Regions from separate parts of the Mus musculus genome. Here regions 1 and 2 are each linked to region 3. Evidence: chromatin contacts called from public ChIA-PET and HiChIP or PLAC-seq data. All regions are on one chromosome and are shown on one strand. Each heading gives the region's core, a stretch centred on a gene start, on an enhancer-like site or on the middle of the called end of the contact. The rest is flanking DNA. Distances are from core to core; before and after follow the strand shown. Region 1 overlaps Chst11 (carbohydrate sulfotransferase 11). Region 2 overlaps Slc41a2 (solute carrier family 41, member 2). Region 3 holds the start of Txnrd1 (thioredoxin reductase 1).

Region 1 (3,434 bases), core at 88-2,587, 290 kb after region 3:
TGGGTTTTTTATTAGTGTTACCTTTTGAGGGTTTTCATTTCTTTGTTTTTAATTTTATGAACTATTCTTTAAAGGGGGTAGGGCATGCTACGATAGTTCTAGCCTGTCTGAGCATGACAGACATGGCTCTGGAAGGCTTTGGCCCTACACCCCATTTCCCCTGCCTTACTAAAAATTGCTAGGTTACATTCCTAAAGCTAGTTACCAAGGTCTATTCCCTTATTTGGCCACTTCCTCCTGTGGTATCAAGGTCCCTGTCAAATACTGAAGTCCAGCAATCAAAAGCTCCCTTTGGCTCACCTAATTAATAAATGCCTCACCCTAACACAGAGTTTCCCCTTTTACCTTTATAAACCCCCATTTGCCTCTGGGCCACCTCTGCCCCCTCTCCCTTGTTTCCTCCCCTTCTCCCACTTTAGCTCCTGTTTTGTCTCTCATTCCCTGCCCTCTGTCCCTCTGGGGCATAGAAATCTCTTTTGTGCCGGGAACTTGGTCTTGGGGTGTTGGGAGCCAACTCCAAGGTTCTCTACACATGCAAAAACAAAAAACAAACAAACAAACAAACAAACAAACAAACAAAAACCAAAAAACAGACACCAAAATTAACCAGCCCCAAAGCCCAGAGCCATGGACTTCTAAAAAGCTAAAATAGGCCTTTGGAGCAGAAGCTGTGGAGCTTCACACTAAATTTTACACTTTCAATATTGAATGTATTTTATGGACTTACCCACCACCAAAACCAAAAAGAATCAGACAGTCGGATGTCGCCATTTTCTTTAACAGTTTTACACACTGAATCTTGTTTTTTACTGTCTCTGCACTATCTGGCCGGACAGTTGGGTGGGTCCTTGTTTCCAAAGCACCCCCTTTCCTATCTGGTTGCCATCAACTTACAGCTAAGACAGCAGCCTTTCTGGTTCTGTGAGACTAAAAAGAGTCCTAGGCTTCAGGATCCAAGGACCAACAAGGCATGAGTTTCAGAGGCATTTCTTAAACGTTTCGTGTTGATTGCTTGTCTTCACTCTTGGGTGACTAAGCCATGGTTGTTGACTGATCTCTTAAAAGAGTCTTCCACCCCAGAGGCACTAAATTGTCTAGGGTCCCGGATGATCTTTAGATATGACCAGGATAAGATGAGATGGGACACAAGATCAATACAGTTCTAGATCCCTTCTTTTTGTCCCAGAACGGCCATTTCCCAGAGAGCTCCAAAGACACTTTTCCTTACCTGTTTTTGTCAGATGTTTGCAGCCCCAGCAGTCTTCTGTACAGAAGCCACCATCTCTTTTCACAAGAGCTTTACGTCAAAGGGTGGGGCTGCCACTCAGCTCTGCGTTTCCTGCCCTTAACTGTCAGTGGAAATGGAAGCAAGCACTCACACTTGAATTTGGCAACAATGTCGTCATGTTTCTGCACTCACGCTTGAATTTGGCAACAATGTCGTCACGTTTCTGCTTATCGCCTCCCAGAGTGGCATGGCATCAGGGGCCCCTGATAATTCTCAAAAGACACTAAAACAGAGAATCGTGGTTATTTGTGTGAGTTAGGGTCCCTCTCTGTGCTTCTGGCACCCCAGTCTGTTTGGCAGAGGGAGCTTGCTGAGACCCTCCAGCCCTGTTCTCCCATTTGCAAGCATTCTGAAGACTGGCCATGATGACGGGCTCTGGACTATAGCTTGCTGTCACAAACTAGGGGCAGACAGATGTCTAGCATGGGAGTCTGTGGCCACAAACGTTTGCACGTGTATTGGTGGATTTAGTTCTCACGGCCCTCCACAACAGCCCCTATGCTGTCTCTGTGATTAATGGAGATACCAACTCAGGGGAAGGTAAGTAACTCAACACTGCCTCTACAACAATACAGTAGATGCAGCCGGAGGACCACACACCCCAATGTGCACGCACACACTCAACCATGTACACATGCACAGATCTTTAAGATAGTTTCAAAACAACTTCAGATTTATGCAGAAAGAAAACCTTAAAAGCTCTTGAGTGGTCAGTCAGGGGCTGCGTGGTTTCTAATAAGACACTAAAATCTACATGCTATAAAACAAAAACAGGGGCTTTACTTAAATAAGTTATGTCACAGGTATATAAGAAAAATGGGCGGAGGCTTTTACTGTTGTTATTTGTGTTTATTTTGAGACAGTCCAGGCTGATCTTGAACCAAACCCTGAAAGTTATTCTCTGATTCCCCAAGCAAATGCCGTGGCACATACACACACCGACACAAGCACACAGCAGTACTATATGATTAAAACATACCACTTAGACATGTGGAAAGTCTTCTGATGTCTAGGACCATTAAAAAATGAATCCAGCTGGTCAGACAACTCCATCAGTTAAGTGCTTAGTGTACCAGTATAAGGCCCTGCATTTGCTCCCCAGAATCCATGTAACAAGGCTAGGAGCAGTAGGTAGCATGCACTTGGAATTCCAGTGCAAGGGAGGCAGAGACCAGCGGGTCCCTAAGCAAGTTCCAGGCCATTGAGGGACAATGGTGGACAGTGTCTAAAGAATGACTTGCATGAGCTTTCCATGCAAGTACACACACATGCATGCGCATCCCACTACACTTGCACACATGCACCTGTAGGCGTGCATACACATACGCACATGCTCATGATAATAATCATTATAATGAAAATAATTAGCAAATAGAATATTTGGGTGATGGGTTGTGACAGAATTGACCCCTGACTGGAGTGTCTAGCCATCAGAAAGTTCCATCGGGAAGCCTCGCAGTGGTTTATACAGTCAGGGGAGGGGGCAATTCATGAAGGCCAACAAAATCCACCTCAGCCTCTGACCTGCAGTGGGGCCTGGCAAAGCTCTCCACTTCCTGCTTTGAGGCTGCTCTGCACACCAGCAAGAACATGTTTGCTGGCTGCTGCCTCCTTACACCCTCCCCATATCAGTCAAACCTTTGCACCCCATCTCCAAGTGATGCAGCCGAGGGAGGGAGTTAGATAGATGAGATCCTCAGCTGGGAAGGCCGGCAGGATCCTACACGAGGTCATGTCCACAGAGTGAGCCAACCAACAGATAATATGGGGATGGAATAACTCATCAGTACAGTGACATGTCACTGTCACAGAGGGTTAGCTTCAGTGAGAACTTTCCAGGGCTGAAGTTCTTTGAGCACCAGAAGTTAAAGGCCCAGATGTCCACGGAGCCCTTTTCAATGGGGAGCTCTTGGAGCCCCTTGGAGTTTGAAATCCTTGCTTTGCCTCCGAACACTCCACCCTCAGTCTATGCTTAGCCAGGACTTAGTTCTGGGCTTTGACATGAAAGTCATCAGTCTTCAGGCCTGAGTCATGACCTGGGCATCAGAGCCATAGGAGTCAGTAGCCTCCCAGTAATAGAGAAGGTTCCCATCAGACCCTGCACTGGGTGAGGAACAGCAGCTGGAGAAGGAGCTAGAAGGTGGCC
Region 2 (3,837 bases), core at 1,090-3,589, 370 kb after region 3:
TGCCAACCAGGCTAACACTGGGGCTTACTCTGCATACTCTTTGTGAGTTAAAGAAAATGAATCCCAACAGGCTAAGGCAGGTGGAGCTGAAGTTTAAGCCTGGGCAAGACTCTGTCTCAAAAACAAAACAAAACAAAACAAAACAAAACAAAACAAAACAAAAACCAAAAGAATGTACAGCCAAATGCAAAACCCAAATTCACAAATGCTTTTATAATAAAATGAAAGGTAGTATTCATTAATTTTTAAATAAAATAATCTTTGCAACTAAATACTTATTCATCAACTTAAACTTTATGCTTATTTTGTCAGAATGGTCACTCCGTGACACTAACTCTCCAAAGGAGAGATCCTGTAATTCATTCCGTTCTATGCCTTAAATGTTTGATTATAAGGCAGGAGAATTGAACGAAGTTTAAAAATAAGCAAAAATATACAACTCTAAACCACAGCCTCCATAAAGATTTAGTGAGAAACTTCCTCAGTATATTTACAAGCTACCTGCTAGTTCTTCACCAGCACAACCTCGCCATGACAATCAACGTCATGCGGAGTCCATGCCCTCAGCAGTTTAAATTATTAAATATTTAACGGCCTTGAACGATTGCCGGGCAATTTTAAAGTGCTTACTACTGAATAGCCAGGGGTTAGGTGCTTACGTTCAGAAAGACATCTGAGGAGCGCAGCCACGGCCATGAGGCGGTCCCAGGAGATGGAGCCCTGATGCAGTAGATGCTGAGGTAAGCCGCCAACTTGGGACATCCAACAGGTAGGGCGCCTTAAAGGGCAACAGGACCACCTGCACGTCCCAGATCCTAGGTCTGCATTATATTAAATGGTACTCATTTTTGAGAAAGAAACTACTTTGTCTCTGTCTTTCTCGGGCCTGTCCCTCACACATGCGCACACGCACGCACTCCATCTTGGGCCCACAAACACAGCTCAGCACACCTTCTGCTTTAATCACGGTTTTCTAAATCGGATCAACCTTTTTCAACACAGGATGAGCGAGACAGCTCAGTGCTTTTAGCACCAGGAGAAGGGAGCCAAAGCAAGGGGGACTGCAAGTGAAAAGACTACAGGGACAACATAGCAAGCCCTGTCTCCACGAAAGAATAAACAAATCTACTAAAGGGTTAGCTGTTGAGAACTCGCTGAGCAGAGATGAACGTTGGCGCAGGGCAGTTTTAGATATGGGTAAAAGTGAGCTGGTTGTTATGTTCAGTGGGAGGGGTATTGTGAGTTAAGTAACTGGTAACCTTAGCTCCCAGGGAGGAAGGCCTAATGAACACTTAGGGACGTTCAGCTGGCCCCCGTCACATCAGTCATGGCACTCTGTAGTGTGACACAGCTGTAAGACAAGGCTAACACTCCCTTGCCTCTAACTGTGCATTATAACTTAATAATAAAGTCTATTTCTGCTAGGTCTGTGGTTTCAAAATTAACTCATTGTAAACATCCTAAATTCTTTCCTAATTAACTTTAGAATGTGAGCTTGTATCTATGTCTGTGTCAAATTATTTATTCTACAAAAAGCAGCACAAATACCATTCATTGTGGTTTCGGCACAAATTCCTTAAAAAGTACATTAAGGCCATTTACGGAGTCAGGGTGAACTGCAGACTACCCTGGCATAAGTTACAGGACAGATGAAGAGCTTTGGGGAGGGGCAGCAATGGCTGCCTGTATCCTTCCCCTGTGTGACCCCACGACAGCTTCTAGGTCCCATTAGTCTCCAACGTCTCCATCTCGGTCTCCAATGAGCCAGAGAAAATGGAAGCTTAAGGCCAGCAGAGCAGTCCCAAGCAGATCGCCCAGCGCCGTGAGGTACGGGATGGAGAAACTGTCTGGGTCCTTTCCTTTTCTCCAGAAGCGATGGACCATCCAGTCGGCGATCCACAGCAGGGTGAACACCTGCAAGACATGACCAGAGATGATGCTTGCCGCCTGTATCTCCCGGCCCTTCAACTGCTTGTTTCTGGAAAGAACGGCTTGTGTCCAGGTCAAGAACCACACTTGCAAGAGGCAGCTAATTAATAGGAACGCACTCTGTATAACGCACATCTCATGGACTCCTGAGAAGCTCAATGGGCCCCACTTCTCATAGGCTGCACCTCCCTTCACCTCACTGCTGGTGAACACATCTAGGACCAATCTCTGCCATGCATTACATTAGGCCAAGTGCTATCATTTTGGCTCTGACACCTTAACCAGAAAGGGGGTGGTTGTCCACAACAAAGGCAAGCTCCTAGGGGCACTTATGAGATGCCCTGGACTCCTGTCAGAGACATCACACACCAAGCCCTGCTGCCCCTTGGGTGAGGCCAACACTTCCTTCCTGTTTCTCTGGCAGAGGCTGCCTTGGGATCAGCTAGAACTAACTCAGACTGTTTTGAGAGTGGAGGAAGCAGAGACTGTTAGGATCCTGACCGTCTGTGTTGTAGACTTAGGAACTTGGCTGGTGATTCCAGCTTGTGGAACACCGAGAGGATACCATGACTCAAAACCAGCCGGAGTTCAAGGCCTGCTCTATGAAGATCTGAGTTCAAGGCCTGCTCTATGAAGATCTGAGTTCAAGGCCTGCTTTATGAAGATCTGTCTCAAAGCTGAAAGGTTTGGATTTGATTCTTAATTTGTTCTTTGGGAAGGTTTCTTATGAATCTGGGTGTCCATCACTTATTTGAAGGAAAAGGAATACGACAGAGCCTTAAAAGCTCAAAGTGGCAAAATGCCAGCACCCTGGACAGTAGCCCAGCAGTCCAGACTCAGACCCCACGGGCTTTGGAGCCAGTCCCTGGAGCCAGCTGGTCTAAAAGCAAAGCCTCTGCTCCACGGGAGGCACTTACCTTGTATCTCCCCCAAACTCAGAAAATTGACCATACCAGCCACTGCTAGACGCTGCCCTAGCCAGCAGCCAAATGCCTGGCCCACCAGAAGCCTTGGGCCAGTGTGTGGCTCACTTGGTGGGAGAGTCTCCTTTGGCATTGTGTAGCCTTGGGATCAGAGGCTGTTGTTGCTACTACCCAGAGTCCATCTGTGCTGGTCTCAAAGGAATCAGGAAAGCCTCCTCCTCAGCCCACCAACACCAGCGGCAATTTAACAGCCATGCAGGAGGACCAATAGAGCCTCTCCTTTGTTTCCAAACCCTTCCAAGCCTGTGCTCTTCTGACCCAACCTGCCTTGTATCCATTACAGCCAAGCCACAGCTGCAGGCATCTTACACAGAAACCTGAGAGTCCCAGGAAATATCTCCTTGTGGAAATCCTGTGGCTACTGGGGTTGTTCCTTGGTCTCTCCTACACTTGCCCTGAGGGACCTAAAGCTCACCCTCTCCACATTCCATGCACACCAAGGCTGCAGCAGCGGCCGTCGCCAAAACACCACTGCGGCTAGACTGTGGAAGCTGAAGAGACCTCTGGACACTCACTTCCACCACCGCAAGGTCATACAGTTCCTTCAGGCTGCAGTCTAGACGGTGAAGGTGCTCACTCGCAGCCATGCAGACATCAGTGAGAGGGAGAAAATGCACGAAGACGTGCTGTTGTGGTCTTTGGAACCAACCCCAAGTATCCAACCTGACTGACATCCCCACCTACACACAAACAGCCTTTCCTACAGAAGGTCCTTCATGGGGTCAGGACTGACAAACACACACACACCAGCCACCAACATAAGACAGAGGAATGCGGAGGAAACATGAACCACAAAGAACAACGTAATGCTCCAGAAATGCTCTCAATTCGAAGAAAACCTATGAGGTGCAGAAAAGAGATCACAGCAGCATTCCTAAGACAACCTGGTAAGATGCAAGAGGCCCGAGACCAGCAACATAAAGAA
Region 3 (3,650 bases), core at 474-2,973:
TTAAGGTGTTTGAGTAGACAATGAGCAGTCCTTGAGCTATGGGGAAAGGTAAGGAGGAACTGCTTTTAAACTGGACCAGGGTAGAGCTCTCTGCATCTCCTCACAACAGGGAAGCTGTTTTAGCCACTTGTGCTATAGTCTGCTTATCTTAAGAGCAGTGGGGAGTTGCAGTGGCATATGTAGTCTTTTCTAATAAGCTGTTAGAAAAAAAAATCTCAACTGGGGCTGGAGAGGTGGCTCAGTGGTTAAGAGCACTGACTGCTCTCCCAGAGGTCCTGAGTTCAATTCCCAGTAACCACATGTTGGCTCACAACCATCTGTAATGTCTGAAGACAGTGACAGTGTACTCAAATACATAAAATAAATAAATCTTTAAAAAAAGAAAAAGTAACATCTCAACTGTGATCCCTCTCTGACCAGTCCATGTAAGACACTTTCAGGGTCAAGCTATTAGAATCCTATAATCACAGCATTAGTACATTATTGTAACTTAGTGATAGAAGAGCCTCTCTCTACCCTGTCGTACTCTTGAAACAAGTTGCACTGTCTGTATTTTTAAGAAGGGGGTGTTCATGACCTTCCTTTACAGACTGTCCCAATGTGCAGTGCCTGAAATACGGCAAACAGAGCTTGGCTGGGGAGCCAGGGGTAATCAGATTTGCCATCCCTTGGTCCTTAACTACGTTTGCCCTGAACACTTTGGAGCTAGACACTTTGTAGCCAGTCCTGACACTTGCGTATCAGGGGCTGCTCCGGTTCAAGCACTGCTTGTACACACACAAGAAATGAGCAGCGGGCAGTGTGGGCTAAGTATCTGGTCAGCCTGGCAGCCTGTGTGTCCGTTTATGCAAGTTTCTTACTGTCACCTTGGAAGAGCCTAGAAGGAAAGTGGGGAGGCCAGTTCTCAGAAGGCGTGGCTTCAGGCTGGCAACCTTCTCACCTAGTTTTTTTTTTTTTTTTTTTTCCATAGTGGGTCAGACAATTCATTCATTCATTCACCAAGCATTCTTAGTAGCCTAGAGGCAGGAGGCATGAAAGGACAAGGCCTTCTTTGGTCGATGCTGGTGGTGGTGTGCCAAGTGTTTTCCTTAAGGTGAACCCCCAAGCCCGATTGGGACGAGGAGGAAGTATTGTAAGGGGAACTAGTCATTTCTTCTCAGGGTAACTCAGGATGAAGTAGGCATAGCTTTAAAAAACCAGGGAACTTCCTTAAGAGAATCACCAGACTTGACTAATCCATTACCTTAGGTCACTGCCGCCTTTGCAGTCAATTAGATTAACTTTTGGATTTTTTTTTTTTTTTTTTTTAAGAAAACAACTATTTGGCAGGGTCACAGCCAGTGCCAGGGGCATCAGATCGTCTGTATGGGTGCCGGGCGTCAATATTTTTAAAATTCCTCATGTGACTAACGCAAGCTTGTGTAGATAGCAGCGCCTTAGGGCTGAGCCCGGGTTACTCACTCCACACTCTTACTCGATTCTGGTTCCCAACATTCTTTGAATAGCAGCCGCGGCCTTTGGGTCGGGGGGCGGTTCCGAGCAGCGAGGATGTTGTACGGTCCAATTAGGAGCTCTCACTTTGCGGGGACAACCGGGACAGGTTGCCGGGGCTGCGCGGGGACTGGATTTTTGCTTTGTCATTCTGACACGGGCAGTTCGCCCGCCTACTAAGAGCAGGGCGTGGCTTCCCGGAGCCACTAGGAACCCGCAGCTCTTTATCCTCAGTTTGCTTCCGTCAGGCCTCGCGTCCACGCGGGAGGTGCGGGACGCCGACACCGCGGGGCGAGAAGAGCTGGTGGTTTCACCTTCCTTGTTCATGTAAGCTCTGTGTCAGCGTGGAGCTGACCGCTGGGGACCTGGGATGCCCGGGACGGTCGCTGGCGGGCCTGGGAGCATCGCTCCGGGGTGGTGCTTTGGAAATGTCCGGGAGGGGATCGTTTAATGTGCGACTGAGCAGGCTGGGAACAAGCTAGGGTAAGCAGAAGACAGCCCGGGTCACAAGCTTCAGGATATGAGGACTTGGGTCTGGCCCTTGTCTGCTGATGCCTGGCAACCAGAGAAAGTGGGTATTCTTTGTAGAGCAGTGATCTTGAGGTATATATAACACTGTGACGAGTAAGTATATAAATCCGTGATAACATTAAGGAGTTTCATGCCTTTACAAATGTTTCCACTTCCTAAGCCCCATGAAATTCCTTGGAATTGGCAATCGCATGTTTCCTAGTGGCTTGCCCTTCTTGACCCAGGCAGTTAAACAGGGCAGCTGGGACTACAGCACAGCCTTTCCCTAACTGAAGGAGGCGGTGCAGACTAGTACAGAGCAGAGACAATCCTGCCTGGATTGAGTCTCGCCTCCAATGTTGACCGGCAGCTCGAACTTGCCCAAGTTGGTTGACAATATGTAGCTCGGTTTCCTTTACCTATGAAATGGACATGGTAATTTGGTAATACATCTAAAAGTACATTGTGAAGACTAAATGTTTATATATATATAATGCTATAGCACTTTGTAAATATATCTCACTGTTGGTACTAGTACTGAATAACTATGCTTTTAAGTGCTGGTGTCAGTATATATGACATACTGACACTACACACACACACACACACACACACACACACACACACACACACATATTCATTCATTTAGCTGTGGGCTACATTTTCAATAGTTCCAGACTTTTCCGAGTTCATTACTTTGTGAAATAGGACCATCCTCCTCTGATGTCATCCAGAGCGGATGGATAGCGTCTTTGTGGACCTTCGTTTTGCCCGCGGTTTCAGATTCCAGGAAGCCCTGGGTGTTGCATTCACCCGGCGCAGCGATCAAAAACCAGACCACGCAGTGTTAATGTTAGGTGGCTACGAGGCTGGTGTTTTTAGCCGCCATGCAGAGCTTTTCTGAGTTCTGGGGGTCCTGGAGTCTTGCTGGCCCGGCTGCTTAAGGGTCGGAGTCCACTGGCGAGAGTGACCCAGGGCGCGTGGCGTCCCGGAAGCCCCGCCCGGAGGAAGGCTCACTGCCGCTCTGCTTTGTGCCACAGAGGGCGGCGGGGCCTTGCAGCGGCGCGGGCGAGCGGAAAGGCCGCGGGAGGCGGCGAGCCAGCGGAAGGTGCGACCGGCGGAGGGCGGCCATGGTCCAGCCCTGAAGGTAGGAGCTGCGCAGGTTCCCCGATCTCCGGCGCTGGGACACTGCAGGCTGGCGACCCACGTGCTCAGATCTCTGAACCGGGAGGAGCCAAGCCAAGCCATTTCTTCTTTTGTTCCCTTTGCTCGGGTTTTCCCTCTTACATTCTTTAGCGTCAGGGTGAATAGTATGGGGAAGTCTTGAGAAAAAAACGCGTCAGGAAATACTTACCCCTTCCTCATCAGGCCGCCCTATCACCTTCCTCTTAATTCTCAGAGGCATGGGGTACCAAGAAACACAGGCTCTGGGAAACAACCACGAGTCCCATGGGTTGAATTTGTTTCCCGTCAGGCATTTCTTTCTCTAGCTCAGAGTTGAGTGGATATAAAAGAACCTAGATCTACCCTTCTGTGGCAAGTATGCTGGTCATCATTTTCTGGTCCGTCGGTGGAGGGGTGACAGCCTGCAGAATTGCAAAAATGTATGATGAGACACCAGGCAGTGTGTTGAAGTCGGAGGACATTGT

Evidence for each region. ChIA-PET counts read pairs in DNA pulled down with a chosen protein or histone mark. HiChIP or PLAC-seq counts read pairs in DNA pulled down with a chosen protein or histone mark.
Region 1: an RNA polymerase II ChIA-PET map of memory CD8 T cells shows a contact between it and region 3, with 35 read pairs. The contact joins the enhancer-like site here to the promoter of Txnrd1 in region 3. A contact is called at or near these places in 2 of 39 promoter capture datasets (cranial neural crest and neutrophils), 1 of 484 Hi-C or Micro-C datasets (natural killer cells), 2 of 115 datasets of contacts at active chromatin or transcription factors (bone marrow-derived macrophages and memory CD8 T cells) and 2 of 9 other capture datasets (adipose tissue and liver).
Region 2: a contact with region 3 is called in an H3K4me3 HiChIP or PLAC-seq map of bone marrow-derived macrophages, with 4 times the contacts expected there. The contact joins the enhancer-like site here to the promoter of Txnrd1 in region 3. A contact is called at or near these places in 6 of 115 datasets of contacts at active chromatin or transcription factors (bone marrow-derived macrophages, embryonic forebrain, forebrain and 2 more) and 2 of 9 other capture datasets (adipose tissue and macrophages).

The regions. Positions count from the first base shown.
Region 1 is chr10:83,152,709-83,156,142 of GRCm38.p6, forward strand. All of the region lies in intron 2 of Chst11 (carbohydrate sulfotransferase 11), which reads left to right. Among named protein-coding and RNA genes, the nearest start is that of Chst11, 170 kb to the left of the region's middle. Within about 2 kb of position 1,338, at least 47 of the 459 cell types and tissues checked have an H3K27ac peak or open chromatin away from gene starts, as enhancers often do. A contact at or near this core is called in memory CD8 T cells, where this site is marked.
Region 2 is chr10:83,231,837-83,235,673 of GRCm38.p6, forward strand. It overlaps Slc41a2 (solute carrier family 41, member 2), which reads right to left. Exons shown (of 11, transcript NM_177388.3): 11 at 1-1,914. The coding sequence ends at 1,729. Among named protein-coding and RNA genes, the nearest start is that of Slc41a2, 100 kb to the right of the region's middle. Within about 2 kb of position 2,340, at least 7 of the 459 cell types and tissues checked have an H3K27ac peak or open chromatin away from gene starts, as enhancers often do. A contact at or near this core is called in bone marrow-derived macrophages, where this site is marked.
Region 3 is chr10:82,857,483-82,861,132 of GRCm38.p6, forward strand. It overlaps Txnrd1 (thioredoxin reductase 1), which reads left to right and starts at 1,724. Exons shown (of 15, transcript NM_001042513.1): 1 at 1,724-1,818; 2 at 3,042-3,148. Gm38560 (predicted gene, 38560) reads right to left here and starts at 1,526. Exons shown (of 4, transcript NR_156010.1): 1 at 1,475-1,526.